2 separate regions of the Mus musculus genome follow, and region 1 is linked to region 2. A link is a contact called in public HiChIP or PLAC-seq data. All regions are on one chromosome and are shown on one strand. The core of a region is the stretch at or near the end of the contact, and the rest is flanking DNA. Distances in the headings are between cores, read along the strand shown. Region 1 has its middle 9.9 kb from the start of Gm38648. Region 2 overlaps Lbr (lamin B receptor).

The links. HiChIP or PLAC-seq counts read pairs in DNA pulled down with a chosen protein or histone mark.
Region 1: a contact with region 2 is called in an H3K27ac HiChIP or PLAC-seq map of embryonic stem cells, with 5 read pairs. The contact joins two enhancer-like sites. A contact is called at or near these places in 2 of 39 promoter capture datasets (3T3-L1-derived adipocytes and maxillary cranial neural crest), 1 of 115 datasets of contacts at active chromatin or transcription factors (embryonic stem cells) and 3 of 9 other capture datasets (adipose tissue, liver and pancreatic islet).

Annotation. Positions count from the first base shown.
Region 1 is chr1:182,029,137-182,034,484 of GRCm38.p6, reverse strand. No RefSeq gene overlaps it. Among named protein-coding and RNA genes, the nearest start is that of Gm38648, 9.9 kb to the left of the region's middle. Within about 2 kb of position 3,119, at least 7 of the 459 cell types and tissues checked have an H3K27ac peak or open chromatin away from gene starts, as enhancers often do. A contact at or near this core is called in embryonic stem cells, where this site is marked.
Region 2 is chr1:181,819,986-181,825,236 of GRCm38.p6, reverse strand. Lbr (lamin B receptor) reads left to right here. Exons shown (of 14, transcript NM_133815.2): 8 at 3,610-3,801; 9 at 4,460-4,563; 10 at 5,248-5,251. Among named protein-coding and RNA genes, the nearest start is that of Lbr, 20 kb to the left of the region's middle. Within about 2 kb of position 3,751, at least 3 of the 459 cell types and tissues checked have an H3K27ac peak or open chromatin away from gene starts, as enhancers often do. A contact at or near this core is called in embryonic stem cells, where this site is marked.

The DNA of each region.
Region 1 (5,348 bases), core at 1,870-4,369, 210 kb before region 2:
TTAGTTTCCTACCGTATGGGTCTTGGGAATTGATCTCAGATTATCAGGCCTGGTGGCAGGTGCCTACTGGCTGAGCCATCTCATCAGCCCTATAGCCTTCCTTTGGGTCACCCATTTGAACTCCTGGAAATAGAGGCTGCACTGTGGATTGTGTGTGACATTAGTAACTTGAAAGCTTTGACAACTGGCATTGCTACCAGTCTGTCTCATGTGAGATAAATAACATTGCACTTTCCAACACTGGAATGCGACTTAAGCAGTGACTTGCCCCAGGCCTGGGAGAGTCGGAAGAGGATTTAAGCCAGGCTGTCCTTGATGGACAGTCTGCCACCCAGAGCTCCTTTATTGAGACAGGGGTATGCTTTTGTTTGATTGTTTATGGGTTCCCAAAGAAAAGACTTTAAAGCTGATGAAGGCAGAGACGAGTAGGGTTCCACAAGGTCCCCTTAGAAGGAAGCTGGGCACAGGCTGCCCTAAGAGAGCAACTGCCTTCAGTCTGATATGATCATAGCCAAGCTAGTCACCCTCTACAACTCCCTTGCCCCGCCCCCACCGCCCCTCCTGACCCCGCCCCGCCCCCTTGCCTTTCCAGAGCCTGTACTCCTCTCCATTCATCTCCATCTCTTTGCTTTCTTTTCTTCTTTCCCTCACATCTCTATCTTCCCTTCCCTCCCTTCCCTCCCTTCCCTTCCCTCCCTTCCCTTCCCTCCCTTCCCTTCCCTTCCCTTCCCTTCCCTTCCCTTCCCTTCCCTTCCCCTCCCTCCCTCCCTCCCTCCCTCCCTCCCTCCCTCCCTCCCTCCCTCCCTCCCTCCCTCCTTCTGCCTATCTCCACTTCCTCTCATATACAACCTGGTGCATTCTGGAGCTCTGTTCAGGTAACACCAAGTTCTTTTAAGAACTCAGGCTCCCGATTCTATGCATTTGCCATTTAGGAGCCTTTCCAAATGTACTCCTTTGTCTTGGACAGACTCGGGGTCCCATGATGGGGCTCCTCTGCTATTCTAGCTGGGGAACTCTAGGGTGTGTGGGACTCCTCTGCTGATCCATCGCCCCTGCCACCCTCAACCCTGTTTACTGGCCAGGCTGGTGCACCCACAGCTGTCCCTGGCTTGTTCTCTTTCCCATGTGCTAGTTTCAGTTTGTGAAGGGATGGGAACAAGAATGGCAACCTTCCCAGAATAAGACTACAAATAAGACTTCTCATAAATAAGAGTAGCAAATAGCCTGGGGAGGCCTCATGTGAATTAAGTGCCTGAGTTTTTGTATATATATATATTTTTTAAGAGCCAAGTATGTCTAGGCTAGCCTCCAACTCATGGGCTCAAGTGATCCTCCTGCCTCAGCTTCCAGAGTAGTTGGGGCTATGCCTACCTTTAATTTTTAGGAAGTACTTAAGTGTCTGTTTAGTGGTTTTTTTTTTTTAATTGCAAAACATGCACAAAGTAAAATTTACCATGTGAGTAATTTTAAATCATGTATTTGTGTGTGTGTGCCCCTGCATGGGGCCCATCTGAGCCACAGAGAGTATGTGGGGAAGAGGACAAGTTTTGGGAGCAGTGAGTTCTGTCCTTCCCCCGTGTGGGTCCTGGGGGGCGAATTCAGGTCATCAGGCTGGTAGCAAGCAGTTTTACCTCTGAGCTATCTCAGGGGCCCAGGGTGAATATGTTGTTTTAAGTCTATAATTGGGTGGTGCTAGATGAACTCAGAGGACCATGCAGTCACCATCTCCAGCCATCCATCCCACAACCTTTTTCCTCTTGCAAAACTGAAACTCTGAGTCCCCTGGACTCAAGTGTGATCCATTCCTCCCTCCCTCTACGACCTTGCAGCTTGCAAGGTGAGTTCAGTGGCTGAAAGTATGTCATGGACGCAGACTCAAGCGGGATTTCATGTGATCCGCTCAAGGTCCATGACTGTACTATGTGACCGAATGTCACACACTGTGTGATGGCAGCACCTTTTCTTCATCTATTCATTCACCAACGGATATGTGTCACTTAAGCCTTTTAACTAATGTATTACTGCTACGAACAGGACTGGCAATTCCCAGAGTCCCTGCTTTCAGGTTTTTGGAGGATAACCCCACAGTTGGGATGATTGGGTCATATGGCAGTTCTGTTTCCATAACAACCACACCATTTTATGTCGCACAGGGCTCCGAGTTTTCCAGAAGCCCATCACTTGTCATTTCCTCTCAAATGCCTCTTTGCTAACTTTGGTTCTTCGTTGTGTTTTAGACAATGAAAATCACAGCCTTCCTACAGTTGGTTAGTTGAGGCTTTTCCAACATGAAGCAGTAAGTTAGCTTATGTTTCCCTTTGTGCAGCAATGGTTATAAAAACCCTGTTTTTATTTATCTGTGTGTGTGTGTGTGTGTGTGTGTGTGTGTGTGTGAATGTGCACATGGGTGTGCAGTGGTGCACACCTTTAGTCCCACTACTTGGGAGGCAGAGGCAGGCAATTCTCTGGCAGTTCAAAGCCAGCCTGATCTGCACAGTGAGTTCCAGGAAGGCCAGATCTACACAGTGAGATCTGTCTTGGAAAAAAAAAAAAAAGAAAGAGACAAAGAAACAAGCAAACACAAAACAAGGTCCCCAAGGATACCTACTGGAGTTTTGTTTTGTCATATTTGATTTATTCAGTGTGTGTGTATGTGTGTGAGTGAGTGTGTGTGTAGAACAACTTTCAGGCATAGGCTCTTTCCTTCCACCATATCAGTTCTGGGGATCAAACCCAGGGCACCAGGCTTAGTGCAGGTATCTCTACCTGCTGAGCTAGTCACCAGAAGGTAAAGGTGTTTGTAACTAAGTCTGACAACCTGTGTTCAGTCCCTGTGACCTACATGGTAGAAGGAGAAAACCAACTCCCACAAGTTGTCCTCTTCCACATGTGCGATGGCACACACAAAGAAAGGATATATATATATATATATATTAATTATACATTTTAAAGTAACTGAATGTCCCTAATGGAATAAGTAACACTAACAAAAACCACGGTCATTAGTGTCAGGGTTCTTCCTTTGGTTCTGTTTAACTGGGACTCGGTATCTTAAGGCAGCCCAAACAGACACAGAAAGAAACAAATACAGGGAGGATCCTCACCCCACCCAGCTAATCGAGGGGATTGACTTACATAGTAAGATTTAGTAGCCAGAACAATACAGAGCTGCCACCCACATCAACCTCTGCAGTTAAGAAATTCCAATTACAGGTGGTTGTGACCCACCATGTGGTTGCTGGGAATTGAACTCAGGACCTCTTAACCGCTGAGCCATCTCTCAGCCCCACCTGTATGGATTTTTTGAGACAGGATCTTATGAATTACAAGGTGAACTGGATTTAGTATGGAGGTGATGGCGCCACCGCGACACAGTTACTGTCCTGCTGGCTTCCTGCCTAGAGTTCCTGTCCTGGCTTCTCTGGATGATAAAGTACAAACTGTAAGATGAGACGAATCCTGTCCTCCCTCCACCACCACCCCCTCTGGAAAAGAAAGAAAGAAAGAGAGAGAGGGAGGGAGGGAGGGAGGGAGGGAGGGAGGAAGGAAGGAAGGAAGGAAGGAAGGAAGGAAGGAAGGAAGGAAGGAAGGGGAAAGGCCTACAGCTCAGGCCTGCAATCCCAGCTACTGAGGCTGAGGCAGAGGACCACAAGTTCAAGGCTTGCCTGGGCTCCAGAGCACGATAAAAGACAGCTTAAGCAACCCAGGAAAAGGAAGGCTAGGGCTAGGCTGTAGCCCAGTGGCAGAGTCCCTGCTTATGGGAGGAGAAGAAACAGAAACTCCACTGCTCCTGGGGATTGCTGACTGCATGGCCTCCTGCAATGATACTGTTGCATTTGAAAAGCCTGAAGATACTTTTCCACTTTCTAAATGCATTTCTGCTCTGTGCTCTGTGGGGGTGGGGTGGGGTGGTTCTTGTTTGTTTTCTGAGATATGCGTTTCTCTGTGCTGCCCTTCCTGGCTGTCCAGGAACTCTCTCTGTAGACCAGGCTGGCCTCCAGCTTAGTGATACACTTGCCTCTGCTAGGATTAAAGGCGTGGGCCACCACACCTCTGCTCATATTTTACAGCATAACAAGATGATTGTTATCTCTACTGTTGCTGCTTTAAGTGTTTCTTTGTCTTTCTGTTGCCATTCCTTTTTTTCACAAATTTGACTGCATACCTGAAGGGGAGTAAAACAGAGAGGGTGACAGAAGGAGATGGAGAAGACAATAGCAGGGTTGGACAGGCAGGCAGAGGAATTAAGAGCACTGGCTGCTCCTGCAGAGGATCCAGGGTTTCCAGTTTCCACACAGGGCAGCTCGCAACTGCCTGTAACTCTAGTTCCAGGGGAGCCAATGCTCCCTTCTGACCTCCAAGAGGTCACCTCTGTGCCCGAGTGGTGTACATACATTTAGGAACACACACGTACAGATAACATAAAATAATAATAATTAAATTTTTTTAAAGGTCATGACCCATGACATTAGCCAGAACTCATTCCCATGTCACTATTTAAATTTTTCTCTATTATTTTCCAATGTCTTAAATGAATGATAAACTGGGAAGCAACAGAACTTGGTAAGAAAAATACAAGTACTCAGACCTGTTCTATTTCTACTTCAGGAAATGATCCCTCCTTTTAAAAATTGCATTTATTTTTTTTTTTTTGGATTTATTTATTGTTACATGTAAGTACACTGTAGGTGTCTTCAGACACACCAGAAGAGAGCATCAGATCTCATTCCGGATGGTTGTGAGCCACCATGTGGTTGCTGGGATTTGAACTCAGGAACTTCGGAAGAGCAGTCAGTGCTCTTAACCACTGAGCCATCTCACCAGCCCTAAAAATTGCATTTATTTTTAAGACAAGTTCTTAACCTGTAATTCTGGCTGGCCTGGAATTCCCTATGAAACTCAGCGATCTAACCCCTGCCTCCCGAGTGCTGGGATTAAAGGCTGGTTAGGGTCCTCCTTCAGATCCTTCATTCCTCCCTCCATGAATATGACTCTGAGAGGGTTCTCAAGCTGTGTACACGACCCAAGTCTGGTGGGTTGAAGCAGTCCGAGTGTGCTTCATCCCGCTGGCCAGCGTCAGGATCAGCCATGGTTTTCTTAGGTTTCCCATCGCCTGGTTCACTGCGGGGAGAGCCCAGCCCTTCTCTGGTAGCCAAGGAAGAGTGAGGCAGGAGTTGCTTGGCAGCTGTGGTCACAACTCTGCTAACCTGACAGAAATAATCCAATGCAAATTCATTAATTAACGGATTAATTAAAAACAAACAAATGAGAGCCCCCAACCATATGACACTAGTCATTCCTGCGGCTCCTGAGGTCTCAGCACAAGAGAAAGAATCTCCTTAGTTAAA
Region 2 (5,251 bases), core at 2,502-5,001:
GTGTATGATATAAATTATATATCATATAATTTAATATATTTTAATTATATATATCACGCGTGCCTGGTGCCCATGGAAGTCAGAAGAGGGTATTGGGTACTTTGCAACTGGAGTTACTGATCATTGTGACATCCTGGGAACCCAGCCTGTTTTCCTAGGCTGAGAAGACGTTGCCCCACCATTTTTTTTTTTTTTTTTGGTGGTTAAATATTGTTTTAAAATATTTTGTGTGTGTGCCTGAGTGTATGTTGTGTGTGCATCATGTGTGTGTAGTGGAAGCTGTTAGACACCTGGAACTGGAGTTACAGGTGGTTGTCAGGTACTGTGTGGTGCTGGGAACTAAACCTGGGTCCTCTGAAAGAGCAGTGTGTGCTCTTAAATTCTGAGCCATCTCTCCAGTGCCTAGCAAATACTTTTAACTAGAGCGATCTCTCCAGCATGCTTCATTTTCTCAATAGCACATACCATCTGTCTTAGTCAGGGTTTCTATTCCTGCACAAACATCATGACTAAGAAGCAAGTTGGGGAGGAAAGGGTTTATTCAGCTTACACTTCCATACTGCTGTTCATCACCAAAGGAAGTCAAGACTGGAACTCAAGCAGGTCAGGAAGCAGGAGCTGATTCAGAGGCCATGGAGGGATGCTGCCTACTGGCTTGCTTCCCCTGGCTTGCTCAGCTTGCTCTCTTATAGAACCCAAAACTACCAGCCCAGGGATGGCACTACCCACATTGGGCCCTCCTACCCTTGATCACTAATTGAGAAAATGCCTTACAGCTGGATCTCATGGAGACATTTCCTCAAGAGAGGCTCCTTCTCTGTGACAACTCCATCCTGTGTCAAGTTGACACACAACCAGCCAGTACACCATCATTCAGCATATGCTTTAAGGTTTTCCCATAGCAGGCATTCTCGTGGCTCTCAGAAGGCTCCCCTGTTGTATACATCCCAGTCACTCCCACCTAGGAGCCCGCTGCTCCTGTCCTTGTGTGCCTGGCTCCAGCTGACTGGCCTCTGAGAGCTGTCTCTTGAATGTGTGTCCACTCTTGTCAACCCTTTGCTTGAAAACATCTTTCCCTATGCTTTTTGCACCACGGAGCTGTAGTCAGTATTGCTTCTTCATGAAGGGGAAGACGCAAGGAAAGGTGTGGAACTTGGCTGGAACTGCACAAGCAAGGAGAAAGCATTGGCTTCTTCCTTGCCTCTTTTGTTTTATTTTCTGACAGTTATGGCTTGCCACATCAGTGTCTTTTCTGTTTAGTGGACTTTTTCCTGGTGGGCACTAGTTTTGTGGGCTAGCTTGTGTTTAGTACATACTTGGCACTAGGGAGCTATGCGTGTTGAGCAGGGAAGGCAGCGTGGAGCTTGTGTAACAGAGCTTGTGAAAGGCTCTTTTGTCTGAGTATCTTGATAGTCAGCACATGTACAGCTTTACCTTCCGAAGGCTGATAAAGCGCCATTCATGTGACTTTAGGAGTCTCTGTGGTGGTCATCCTTAACAGATTGTCCGTTTTACTAAATTGGGTAGAGTGATGCCATTTATTTCTAGAATTTTATGAAAGATGCTCTTCAACTTATGATTGTGCTTATGTTCACATAAGTCCATCTTATGTTGGCCATACCTTAGGTTGAAAATGTATTTTCTGCAGCTGACCTGCCAGTGTCCGGGCTTAGCAGCACTGTAGAGTTGTAGGTCAACTGTGATTTGTTGAGATCATTGCACTGCCCAGCACTGGGAGAGGACATTGTATGTTGCTAGTCTGAATCCACATTTGAGTATGGTGCTGGATGTGTCTAGCTTCTGCATGTGTATGATGCACTGCCAAACTCCCTAAGTTGAACCACTGGAAGCCAGGAATGGTCTGAGTAAATTTTAATGTTTGGCTTCCATCTTATTCCATCTTATTTTCTAGTTTGGGTGGTTGTTCATGGGCTTAGCCAGCATTTTTAACTGAAATCACTCTGCAGGGTGCAAGCCGGGAAGCAGAAATGTTTTCGGGGCTACCTGCCTTCAGGTGCCGAGCTGCATGCCATCCTAGCCGGCTGTGCACCTGCCTGGAACCATGCTTGCTCGTGCTGGACATCTTTCTGTTCTTGCCCAGCTCCTCGCTAACGGAAGCTGCCTGTCTCATAATCTTAGGCGTGCCATGGCTCTTGCTGGCTCTGCTGGCCTGCTACAGGCTGTCTGCTCACAGTTCTGCTCTTGCTGTGGAGGGCATTGAGGCCAAGCCCTGCGCCTGGGCCCTTGGTACTTGGGTAAAGACTTCTTTGTTGGTCTGTGTTTCTAGTGTTACTCCATTCCCTGTTACGGGATTTTACCTCTAAGGAAGTTCCTAAGACATTCTGAGTGATTAGTCTGCAGTCTGTGGAGTGAAAAACAGTTGTACCACTTCATAGATTTTATAAGGGTTAAATTATTCTTTGGAGTAAACTTGGTATGTAGCAAACATGGCTTTAGAAAGCAAACTTGTGGCGATCCTCTTTTATCAGGGCTTAGAAATCCTCTCACTAATGACCATGACTTGTTTGACTGTTAATTGAAATATAATTTGATGACTTCATGTGGAACCTAAGCACTTCAGCTTTTGTAAGAAAAATGATTTCTTTAGCCAAAAGGTGAAATTGTGCACTCCCTGCCCCCAGATTGGGCAGGCAGCACCCTTAGACTGGCTTGTGACTTGTCTCCTGGGCTTTTAGCCTGCTGGCTGCCTGTGCATCAGAGTGGAGCCTAGTGTGCCCTTGTGTGGGATTACAAGTGTGAGTGACCACACTTGGTTTCCCCGGGTTTTATTATAGCCTCTACTGTGAAGGTACAGCATCCTTTTCTTCCCCCCAAAGCTTTATTTATTATTATACGTAAGTACACTGTAGCTGTCTTCAGACGCACCAGAAGAGGGTGACATACTCATTACGGATGGTTGTGAGCCACCATGTGGTTGCTGGGATTTGAACTCAGGACCTTCAGAAGAGCAGTCGGTGCTCTTAACCACTGAGCCATCTCTCCAGCCCGAGGGTACAGCATCTTGATATTCGTTTTCTATGTGGCAGAATGTGACTAGAACCTTTTTATACCATTACCAACTCGTGAGTTCCAACATAAATATTTATAACTGTATACCTTAAGATTATTCTGCTGTGAGGTAATGGCATTAGACTTGAAAATGTGTTCTTGTACATCTCTTTTGGGAGCTACTTATTTGACTTTGGACTCTGAACGTTGGAGTAGTGAGTGCATTTTGAGATTCTTTTCAGTTTAACAGTGAGTTTGAGCTTGGCTTTAATTAACAGTGGGTAAGGATGGTTCATATTGCCAAATAATGTTAGCATTCTTAAAAGACAGTACAAGAGCTGTGGTATTTACACTGAAGATTGTACCTTAAGGACATTGCTTATTTGCATATATATGAAAATAATCTGGATAATGAAATTTAAGACTTAAACAGAAAAACACTGCATTGACTGGTAGCTCCTGTGTGTTGGGGGGGGGGGTGTCTTTTTGAGCCCGGGGACTTAAGGCCAGCTTGGGCAACCTAGTGTGACTTGTCTCAAAACCCCCAAATGTAGCCCCAGGATGAGTGACGTTAATTAACCCTGTTCTCCCTCTTTAAAGGATTGTATGCCTTCATTCTGACATCTGCAGCCCTGGGAGCAGCTGTCTTCTGGGGTGTTGAGCTGTGCTACCTGTACACTCACTTCCTGCAGTTGGCACTGGCAGCCACCGGGTTCTCCGTGCTCCTGAGTGCTTACCTCTATGTTCGCTCTCTGCGAGCCCCGAGGGAGGAGCTGTCGCCAGCCAGTTCCGGTGAGCAGTTCCATCATGGGTCACATGGCTGTGTCCAGAGCCCTGGCAGCCATGACTACTCATAGAGATTGGTTTTTGTCTAGTTTAATTTTGGGAAATAAAGACATAGAAAACAAGTGAAGAAAAAAATTGAAGGCAAAATTTAAGTTTTTTTCCTCATGCTTTTCTATTTAGTTCTCATTAACTCTAAGTATGTGACTAAAATCCTTCAGCAGCTCTGACTCTCTGCCTGTTTACTTTTGTCAAGTAGTAAATTCCTTCAAAACAAAACAAAAAAACAGGCTGCAAGTTATTTGGTTCTGACCTAAGATATTTTTTTTTAAGTTTCCTATGGACTGGGTGTGGAGGCCCATACCTTTAATCTGAGCACTTGTCAGGCAGATGCAGGAGGATTTCTGTGAGTTTGAGGCCCTCCTGATCCAAATAAAGTTCCAGGCCAGCCAGGACTACATAGTGAGACCTCATCTCAAAAATAAAACAAAAGGTCGTATGTTTAAAAATAAACCTGTAGTTTCCCTAGAGGTGAAGTGAGCTCTCAAGATCAGTAGCGGCCCTGGCTTCCCAGTCCTGTCCTTCGCTTCCCCCTCTGCAGTCGTCTCCTCAGGGAGCAGAGGCCCAAGGTCAGCACTTGGTGAGGTAAATGCTTTCTCCTTCCCAGGAAATGCTGTCTACGACTTCTTCATTGGCCGAGAGTTAAACCCGCGACTTGGTGCTTTCGATCTCAAGTTCTTTTGTGAGTTGCGCCCTGGATTGATTGGATGGGTATGTCTTTTTTTTTTTTTTTTTTTCCAATAATTTCAATGGTATGACTTCATCTTGTATTTAGAAGGAAATGTAGGCAATTTTTAAAGATTATAGTTTTCCCTAATTGTGTCTTAACACATATATATTTATTTATTTTTTTACTGGTTTAAGAGAACTTGTTACGGATTGTTAAACATCACAGATATTTTTCAATTTTTATTACATATATCTAGGAAGTGATAGTGAAGATGGAAAGTAAAGCCTTATTTGACCCAGTTTCAGGCTTGGAGGACAATTACAGACATGGAACCGAGACTCCCATTTTCTTTCGCCGGATTCCTTACTAACAGCAGGCTCAGTCACAGTCCCGTCAAGGGCAGTGCTACTGAGGGGATCTGTAACCCTTATTGGGGTTCATTGGTGCTTAACTGTTGCTCCATTCTTTCATCTTGGTCTCCTCTCACTATGCTGGTTCCTTAGGCTCTTGTGACGGTGTCGCCCTTTTGAAGAGCACTGTTCGTAAGACCATCATTCCGTTGTTCTCCTGATCAGAGACCCCATGTGTTGTCAGGAAGCGCAGACAAGTGACACGTCAGGGCTGAGGTGTCTTGTTCTCTGGTGGCCATGGCGGTGTGCACTGGGGGTCTCGGCTCTGCTTGGCCTCGCCAGTGCCTTTGAGGCGTTGTCGTCTTCTCTTCCCAGGTGG